Regions from separate parts of the Anser cygnoides genome. Here region 1 is linked to region 2. The links are chromatin contacts, called in public Hi-C maps. All regions are on one chromosome and are shown on one strand. Each heading gives the region's core, a stretch centred on a gene start, on an enhancer-like site or on the middle of the called end of the contact. The rest is flanking DNA. Distances are from core to core; before and after follow the strand shown.

The links. A called contact is a pair of places that touch in the nucleus more often than the background predicts.
Region 1: a Hi-C map of liver shows a contact between it and region 2, with 3 times the contacts expected there. The contact joins two enhancer-like sites. A contact is called at or near these places in 2 of 7 Hi-C or Micro-C datasets (granulosa cells and liver).

The regions. Positions count from the first base shown.
Region 1 is chr1:37,459,517-37,464,641 of Taihu_goose_T2T_genome, forward strand. No RefSeq gene overlaps it. Among named protein-coding and RNA genes, the nearest start is that of HMGA2, 75 kb to the right of the region's middle. Within about 2 kb of position 1,260, at least 1 of the 3 cell types and tissues checked has open chromatin away from gene starts, as enhancers often do. A contact at or near this core is called in liver, where this site is marked.
Region 2 is chr1:37,321,782-37,326,835 of Taihu_goose_T2T_genome, forward strand. All of the region lies in intron 1 of MSRB3 (methionine sulfoxide reductase B3), which reads left to right. Among named protein-coding and RNA genes, the nearest start is that of MSRB3, 22 kb to the left of the region's middle. Within about 2 kb of position 2,575, at least 2 of the 3 cell types and tissues checked have open chromatin away from gene starts, as enhancers often do. A contact at or near this core is called in liver, where this site is marked.

The sequences.
Region 1 (5,125 bases), core at 10-2,509, 140 kb after region 2:
AGTCAGGAAGCTATCTTCCACACTCTCCAGGAACCTTCTAGACTGCTTCCTCAGGGCTGTATTGCATTTCCAGCATATGTCTGGGAAGTTGAAGTCCCCCATGAGAACAAGTGCTGGCGATTGCACGACTTCTGCCAGCTGCTTGTAGAACGCCTCATCCATCTCTTTATCCTGGTTCGGTGGTCTACAGCAAACCCCCACCAAGATGTCTGTCTTGTTGGCTTGGAGGCTGTAGCTTTTTCTACCCACACAGCTTGATACAGAAAAATAATTCTCAGAAGAAGAACCAATACAGTCAGTCCATGGAAAGATGTAGTATGGTCCAGCTTCAGGATGAATATTTCAGCTGTTTTTGTTATAGCTGTGTTCAGAAAACCACTTACCGTGGGAAAAGTGTTGCTTATTTTTCTCCACCATTCCCATAAGTAAAAAAAAAAAAAAAAAAGAGCTGAAGAGAACACTCCCCAATTTTAAAAAGTAATTGCCATCAGGCAGTGACTGAGAATGGAGAATTTCATCCCAAAAGGGATTTTTCAGGTTACAAGTCCATGGAACAAGCAAGTTATGATGGAAAATGTTTGTGAATCTTAACTGAAGTGACCACCGCTGCAACACTTTGTGAGGCATTACACTTTGAAAGATCAAAGAGCAATACAGAGCTGACAATATATTACTGTCTTTTAAAATGGTCTTGTAAGACTTAAAGTTTAACATTTAATGTTGGTCCCTGGGAAAAGAAAAAAAAATTAAAATAACACACAAAATATAATTAAGATAATAAATGAAAGGCCTTTCTTTTCATCATTTCTATAACTACCTTAAATATCTGCTGGAAATGATTATATCAGCACAGGCTGGACTATATTAAAATAATGAAGAGTGAAGTTTTCACTGTGTTCACATTTAATCATCACCTCACAACTTTACATTTTAATGTCTGACCTTAGGATATCCTCTTCCACTATCACATTAAGAATGTTGAAAGGAAACAGGAAGGGCCACAAGGGCTGTAGTTTCCTCAGAAGAACAGTGGCTATCAGCCTAATGGACTCTGAATTTCTCAGACAAAGAGCAGCAGCGGCTCAGCCCACAGTCAGTTATCAAAAGTTCACACAATACGAGCCTTTCCTCTAATTAACAGAGTTGCCTTCAATGAGGGCACTACCTTTTTGCATTATGTTACTGAAAAAGAAAAAAAAAATCAGCTGCATGGTGACTTATTCTATAAATAGCCCAATGAAATGCAGAAGACAAAACAAGGTCCATTCAGTTGCCTTAAAAAAATAGGAAAAAGATACCTGCCAAAATGCTAGGAACTGCATTTGACCCACTGCACCTCCACAGTGATTCAAAGCCTAGACTTGACGTAAACTCCTGAAGTCATTATGCAAGTATTTGGTAGGTTTCTGAATATCATTTCTGTAGGGAGAAGCTAAACATTACTGACTGCAGTGTACAGGTGAAAAGGTAGAGGGGAAGAACCAGAATGGCTTGTCTTCTGTAATGAAATTTATAACATTTCCAGAGGGGCAGGGGGAAAGGAATTGTAATGAATGAAAACAATAAGTGAATTATTAAACAGACTCCTTTCAGCAAACAGGTTGATGTCAAAACTCCGTGTTCATGTGAGGGGTGAACAGAGAGAGGAGTGCTCTCCATCATTGTAAACACCATATAGAGCCAAATAGCTGGGAAACCTTGGATATTGTCTTAAAGCAGTTCCAAATGTGAGAACTGAGTTTGTTTCATACCAACCTAGTTGAAGCCTAGTATCTAATATCACCTAAAACAAATCAGTTTCACATGGTTTTCTCAATGAGAAATAGCTAAGGATCCATCCTGGAAAGAAAAAAAAAAAAAAAAAAAAGAAAAAGAAAAAAAAAGTAAGGAGCAACTTCACTTTCAACAGACCTGGAGCTTGGCTGCCTATGAAAAGTGCAGTGTTAATGCTACTGGATGGTCATGAATTTTTGCAGACAGGAGGAGCTACAGTGTGAACTATGGACCACAGTGCTTGAATCCCGTCATTTTTAAATTGACTTTTCTTTGGTAATATCAGGATGTTTGTACTACATTCAAGGGACTCCCTCTGGTGTATAACTTAACACATGAAATTTCTTGCCTTGTTCTTTACCAAAAAGCCTGTGTACCCTGGCGCATGGAGCTGCTTTTATGGCAGTGCAGAAGGTGTGTGACATGTGTGTTTCTACTACAAATGGAAAGAATGTCTCTGGGCCATGGTGGGCCTGGGAACCAGGGAAACACCAGGTGCTTCCCTGTATGATGTGTATCCGTTAGACCAAAATGGCAAGGGTAATTTCAGGGGTGCCTCTGTGGCCCCACCATCAAAGGTGCTGAGCATCCCTAGCCTCTCTCCTTTAAACAGGACCCTTCTTTGAAAGTGTGAACAAAATTTTATCCTTGAAAATGGGTACTGAGGAACAAACTTGTCCTTCACTCATCATTTTTCCTCACAAAGTTCTTTTCTCTGTCTGTCTCACATCCACTTCCCTAGGAAAAAGAGGGATGCACCATAATAATTTCAGTCCTGTTCATCCCCAACTATCATATGGAATTGCAAAGCAAGTGTGTTGTGGATGAGGGTGGAAAAACATGTAGCCTTGCAATAGAAGCTTTTGCTGTAGTAGGGCAAAGATATGGATGGATGGGCAGTTTGCTTTTGGCATTTCTTCATAGTCAGGTGGTTCAACGCCCAGCTGTTTTCTCTTTTTCTTTTTCTTTCTTTCTTTCTTTCTTTCTTTCTTTCTTTCTTTCTTTCTTTCTTTCTTTCTTTCATTCTTTCTTTCTTTCTTTCTTTCTTTCTTTTTCTTTCTTTTTTCTTTCTTTTTCTTTCCTTCTTTCTTTCTTTCTTTCTTTCTTTCTTTCTTTCTTTCTTTCTTTCTTTCTTTCTTTCTTTCTTTCTTTTTCTTTCTTTCTTTCCTTCTTTCTTTCTTTCTTTCTTTCTTTCTTTCTTTCTTTCTTTCTTTCTTTCTTTCTTTCTTTCTTTCTTTCTTTCTTTCTTTCCTTTTTCCTTCCTTCCTTCCTTCCTTCCTTCCTTCTTTCTTTCCTTATTTCTTTCTTTCCTTATTTTTTTTATTTCTTTCTCTACTTATTTCTTTCCTTATTTCCCAACATCTTTTTCTTTTTTTCCGTTTCTCTTTTTCTTTTTCTTTTTCTTTTTTCTTTTTCTTTTTCTTTTTCTTTTTCTTTTTCTTTTTCTTTTTCTTTTTCTTTTTCTTTTTCTTTTTCTTTTTCTTTTTCTTTTTCTTTTTCTTTTTCTTTTTCTTTTTCTTTTTCTTTTTCTTTTTCTTTTTCTTTTTCTTTTTCTTTTTCTTTTTCTTTTTCTTTTTCTTTTTCTTTTTCTTTTTCTTTTTCTTTTTCTTTTTCTTTTTCTTTTTCTTTTTCTTTTTCTTTTTCTTTTTCTTTTTCTTTTTCTTTTTCTTTCTTTTTCTTTTTCTTTTTCTTTTTCTTTTTCTTTTTCTTTTTCTTTTTCTTTCTTTTTTTCTTTTTCTTTTCCTTTTTCTTTTCATTTTCCTTTTTCCTTTTTCCTTTTTCCTTTTTCCTTTTTCCTTTTTCCCTTTCCCTTTCCCTTTCCCTTTCCCTTTCCCTTTCCCTTTCCCTTTCCCTTTCCCTTTCCCTTTCCCTTTCCCTTTCCCTTTCCCTTTCCCTTTCCCCCCTTCCTTTCTCTCTTCTTTCCCCCTCTTTCTCAAGTTTTCTTCCTTCTTTTCCTTTGTCTCTCTTTCTTTTTTCTCTCTCTCTTTCACTCTCTTTCTCTTTTTTCTCTGTTTCTTTCTCTTTTTATCTTTCTCAATTTTTCTTCTCTTTCTTTTTCTTTCTTGTTCCTCTCTGTCTCTCTGTCTCTCTGTCTCTCTGTCTCTCTCTGTCCCTCTTTCTCATTGCTGTCCCTGTTCACTTTGCCTTCCTCTTTCCCTTTTCTTGCCTTTTTTTTTTCCCCATGGAAGTGGTCAATATGGAAATTCTTAGATGTATCTAAAAAAGTAAATAGAACAAGGGATTATCTTATTTGCTAGATAGCAGTTCAGTGCTCCTCCAGTCTGCACAGTTTTCATGTTCAGTAAGGCAAGGCTTCCATAAAAAAAATGCCTGGAAACAATGTACCAGACAGAAGATCTTCTTTTGGCACTCTCTCCTTTGATATGGCCTCTCACAAAGCTATATTCTTTGCATATCACACAAAAAGAAGGGAGGTGCAGGGTTATTTTAAGAGTATCCACCAATTAAAAGTGAAAGTCATTTTCTTCTGCTGACTCTGACATCCAACTATAGATAAACTAACAGCAGAGCAGCTAAGAGATTGAAATTTCCCTTCAGTTCACATGCTGGCATGGGATATCAGAAAGCTGCTCTTATGTACACTTTGTATTATGTGAAAGGATAAACTCCTATTCCCTCCTTCCATATCCCACATCACTGATACCCATAACAAAAGGCATGCTGCAGGGACTACAGTGTGTGGAGAAGTTAGATTTTTTTCCCTGATAAGGATTTGATATTAAATTATATTTTATCTCAGACATTTTAGCTCATTAAAAGGTAGCTGTTTAGGCTCTTTCCCTCATCAAGAGTACTTCTAAGGAGTGATTTGTCTCCTCTGCCTTAGAAGTATCATTTTATGATAGTCAAAATTTCCTTTTGTGGTGTCCTGTCTCTTGCCAATGACCACAGATGGTCTGAACTTAGGTACCAATTTTGGGGAGATGGCTAAAGTGAAACAAGTCTTAATCCTCTGCATCTTTCCCAGTTTCAACACCTAAACCATAAAAATAATCTTTCTTCCTACATCAATAACCCATTGCATGACAAAATCTACTGTGCACTGCAAACATATTGGTCTGAACTCTGTCAGTTCAGAACTGATCTTTTCAAAAGAACTAAGCTACAATGTAATGACCATGTCCTCAAAAGGTATCGTGGTACCTAACTCCTACAAAGGACAACTGAAGTTGGGTCCTACCACTCCCAACAAATCAGAAGTTTTAAGTGTTTCCTAAGGAGCAACTGTTCTCAATTTCAAAAAGCATAACAAGTAGTTTTTACAGTGCCCCGAACATGCTATTTCACTCCCTGCTTTCTCAAAATGCCTATCCAATTTTGATTGAAGCAG
Region 2 (5,054 bases), core at 1,325-3,824:
CTCTGCTGCAGGAAACAGTGTGCTATGGGTTGCTCTGCTGTGTTTAAATTTGCCTTGGAATCAGAAGTTTGTTTACCTTTTTGTTTGTTTGTTTTGTTTTGTTTTGGTAAAAGTCATTGGCTTGGATGAGGGTTTCCATATCCTAGATATTAGAACGCTTGGCAATGCTGTCCGTCTTCCTTGTCCAATGAATTCTCTTTCTTTTTTTTTTTTATTTGCCTCATTCTTGGCAAAAGCAGTGGAATTAACTGAAGATCAATTCTCTTTAATGCCATTTATAAATTTTTAAAAAAGATACTTAACAGAATTTAGCATATGGATTGCTGTTAAATCTTAAGACTTAAGAATTTTTGCAAAATCTTTGTGCTATAGTTGCACTCAACATGTCCCTTTTTAAGTTATTAGTATGAATTAAATATGTATGCACTGAAAATTATGTACAAGTGCACAGAATTTAAAATGTAATTCTTTCTTTCCTCTGACAGCATATTCTTTAGTTACATGACACTTCTCCAAATAAGTAAATAACTAAATGGTAACACGCAACCTAATGCCCAGATGCAGCTGCACTTCTCGTGTAATGTCCAAAGTCTGCTGTTAGGTCTGTGAAGGCTGCCATAAGACCCCGTCTCTGTAAATTGGTTATACGATTAATACCTTAAACCTAAGTATTTTGTATTTCACTTAGACAAAAACAGTATCTGTAATATCTGCCTAGTAATGTCAGTGTACGTGGGTATGTGAGAGAAAATAAAAGCTACGGTGAGTGAATTTTGGATGTTACTAGGAATTTTCTTGACACCCGAATAAAAAAAGATACAATTCTGGCTGATCAGTATTTGAAACATCAAATAAGAACCAGCTTGGGTGTGTGTACTGCACTCACAACTGTTTCATAAGGGTGCAAAATGTTCTAAGCACTTTTTTCCAGAGCTGTACTTAACAAGCATATGGAGGTGATGTTCTAAAGATTTTTTCAGTGATAAGACATCAGTTTTCAAGCTGATGGATTTTCTAAAGCTGATTACACTTTATTTGAACTAAATCTGAGTCCAATTTTTGCAGCATTTGTGTTCTGTTTTCCCCCACATGTGCACAAAACTCCCATTAACCTAGATAGGAGCTGCAAACACATATTGAGGAAGAGAGAGAATAGCCCACATTGTGTCAGCCTGACCTTTGTTTCCTGTTCTATTTGCTGCTGAGCCAGATTTAAAATCCTAAAAATATAGGATAAGCAAATTTCCTTAGCCCTTGTTATGCACCTTTTGATGTGCGCTCACATCGCCGGTGTCTACCCTAAAAAGGAGGCAGCCGGTCTGCTGGCCATTTTGTCCCTGCTCTGAAAAGGGGATCTCAAAGCTGGTCAGCTAGGAACGGAGCCTGTAGGAGGTTTTTCTATTGTGTACCTGTTTTACTTTGTCAAATAATTTTTCCGGCATAATCCAGGGGTCACATTTTGGAATAAAAAGCTAGTAGCGCTGCTGCTTATTCCTGTCCATTAGATCCATAACTGTGCAAACATTAATAGATAGAGTTCCACTGGCTAACTACTTTTATATATATATATATATATATATATGTATATATGTATTTTCTAAACCAAAATTCATCTGCTAACAGTGGAATAATATACAATCACATATCTCACATATTTTAAGAGTAATCTAAATTCCCCAGCTGCTTATAAATTAATGTAGGCTTGCTTTGCCTTTGGTTTGTTTTTTGTGTGTGGTGTACTGAGGGCGTTACAAGTAAATGGTATAGCATGTATCAGATTAAACATGGGAATGAGATCGAGAGACAACATCTGTTTAAATGCCACAATCCACTGTGACTTCAACTTTTGAGTATACAGAAAACGCCCCAAGTTCTCATGACTTTTTTTCTACCATTACACTGGATTAATGCTTTTCCCGCCATCCATTTCTGTGTGAACTGCAGCTCTGCAACCGTATCATTTCAGGCCACGTATCCTCCGAGTCTGAAATGGTGCAGTTTTGTCTGCTTCTGCCTCTGTGGAAAAATTTGATATGAAAGGAGACTTGCTCATCCTCTGGAACCCCTGTCCCTTTAGTGTAAGGGAGCAAGGTGCTGGCAGGGGTTTCATCCTTGAGCTTAGATATCGAGGCGAAGGCTCTGGCTGAGACAAACACTGCCTAGCTGTGCACTGGGCATCCTAGCACACTTTCACATTCCATGCAGTTAAATATTTACAGGACAAGGACTTCGATGAGAAAGTGTCCTTTCAGTTTCTGTGCTTGTAATGGTACCTCTGACCATCCTGCAGGGAGCAAAATGGTGCCATGTGATGTTTACTTTATATTTAACAAACAGTCATATTGGTAGATCAGAAGCAAGTTAAATGAATGACATGATGTTAAGAAGTATCTTAGAATAGGGGTGACCTTTCTCTTCCTTGAGACACTTTTGCCAGCACGTGTGAGTTATGCTGGACTACTCGTAAACCGAATTAACAGTTGGGACAGAGAAGTGTTCATACTTGCTCTTTCTCCATTTGTATATTAGCACCTGCGGTGTGGACGCATTCTTCCAAATTGTATTTTAAAAATATTTCTTTTCTGAAGTTAGGACTAAACGTTTCAATATGTGCGCAGCCAGCGCATGCTTTGCCCTAAGCGCAGCGCTTTTTTCATCGCAGGCATTGCAAAGGCTGGCCATAGCCCTGCAGGCCCAGCAGATGGCACCAAGCATATGTGGTTTTGCACACCCTGAACTATATGAAAAGCTTCCCATTCAGGAGTCATTCATACCTAAAGTACGCCCTGAGACCTCATGAACATTTAGGAGTATTTTAGGAAAAGAATGAGCATTGGGGAAAATCATGTAAAGCTGTGCTCGTACACAAACTCTGTTCACCTTGCTTTGCGATCTCATTTCCAGCAATGATTGCAGCTCTGTTATTCTTTGTGTGATTTAGAAGTGTCACTTCTTGAGCGATCTGTATTAGAGCTGAATGCTTTAAATTTCTTTGGAAATGTAGGATGCATTCAGCACCTGCCAGGATTTAGTTCACAGAAATTAAATCCCCCCCTTTTTTTTTTTTTAAACACAACAACAAATACAAAATTTTTATTGTAAAAGCTACTTCAGCTGCTTCAGCGCATACCAGCAAGTAACTGATAAAATAATGATTATGCAGATTCCATGTACATATGTTTTCTGTAGCAGACCACCAAGATATAAAGTAAAGAGATACCTTATTTTGCTTTGCTGTGTCTTTTAATTATTATGGATTCTCATTTCTTAAAAAATCTCCTTTATTTCTTTAACACTTTGAATGTTGTGCTGCTTACATCACATTTTTGCATGAGATAATTTGGCTTTGCTTCTCCCGTAGATTGAAGAAAATTATGGTATTTGTAAAATTAAGCAAAAGTAATAATGAAAACATTACATGAGTAGACTTGGTATTTTTTTCCAGGACCTGTATGAAATAATAAAGTCCTAGATAATATTAAATTGTTGTGAAGTGTTTAATTGCTAGTAGGAAACCATGCTTTTCTAGGATTAGATTAAGATACAACACATCTGTATGAAGATGGTGCTGGGCATATGGTGTAAGTCTTTATTAAATAAATATCTATGGTATAGTTTCTCATAATTTGTTTTATTAAACTGTTGTTAATTCCAAGTTTCAGTATAATGTCTTTCCATAAAATTGAAATGAATAGCTTGTGAACAGAAAATTACTGACTCTCAGAACTGGACTTTTAGTAGTAATCTTGTTAACATAAAGGATTACTTTTAGGAGCAGATCTTGCAAACAGCTACATACATGACTTATTCCTATGCGTTTGTCCCTCTGAACTCTCAAACTGCTCATGTCAGTGAAATTATCTGTGCGTGTAGTGTTTGCCAGATCTGGCCTCAACGATGAAAAGTCAAGAAAAGACCTTAGTCTAGTGTGTTCAAAGAGCGTTAGTTGCTTTTAAACTTTGTGTGTTTTAAGCTATATCTGAAAACGTTTCATATTGTATGTTTGTGTGTTCAGAGATGTAATTTCCATAATGAATGTTTTAACTTTCCCATAGCTTTCCGTAATTTGTATCACCAGAGACGTACTATTACAGATGGCTCTTCACATGATCTGAAAGAAAATAAAAGTGAGACTGATATGTTGTATAACAATACCCTCTAGTATGGCTATGGTTAAATGCCTGTCAATGTTTTTGTTATAAATCCCTATTTTCTGGGGTTTATAACTTGAATGTAAAAATTTGCTCTGGGCTTACATGTGTCATACAAGGTCTCAGATGGATGTTCTTGATTCTCAGAACTGGTTGGGGGGCAAAAATCAAAACTCATTTCAATGAAGCTAATTAAATAATAATAATAATTTTAAGAATAGCAAATATCAATTTGGAATTTCTTTTAAACTTAAAATACAGTCTTACAAATTACCTGGTTTACTCCCTCCCGGGGATTATGAGAATTACCAGTTCGATAAATGCTTGAACGTGCACTATGTGAGCACAATAGCAAATAGCATGTAAAGCTGTTCATGTGCCATTAATACATAAATGTGTTTGTATGCCTCTTTTGCTTCTTAGTGGTAATGACCATAGAATGCTGCTTTATCATAATAGAGCATAAAGTTATAGTTTTTGAATGGCTTGAGAATGGTTTAAAAAATTACCTTTGTGTAGCTGTTTGAATGGAACTATATTCAATGTTGGTGTTGCTTAAAAAAAATCTTGTACTTACAAATGTTTATTTTGTACAATAGTATTCAGTCTACAAAATTTTATTTAATATAGTTTAAAACAAAATTTATTTGTAGATATTCCAATGGGAGTGATACTCTTATGATGCCTGATGCTTGCAAAGATTAGAATGATACAGACCAGAAATCTGTTGTTAATGTACCTTTTTTTTTTTTTTACTCCAGGGAGTGTACCCTTTTTTGCCCCCTTTTTAACTCCTCATTCATGCTGGGTTTTGCTCTCCTCCTCATTCTCTCCCTTACCCGGAGGCTCTGCCTGTGCCTCGTCTGGGCAGGGGCTTCTCAGGGGTTCTGTGGTGCTGAGTAC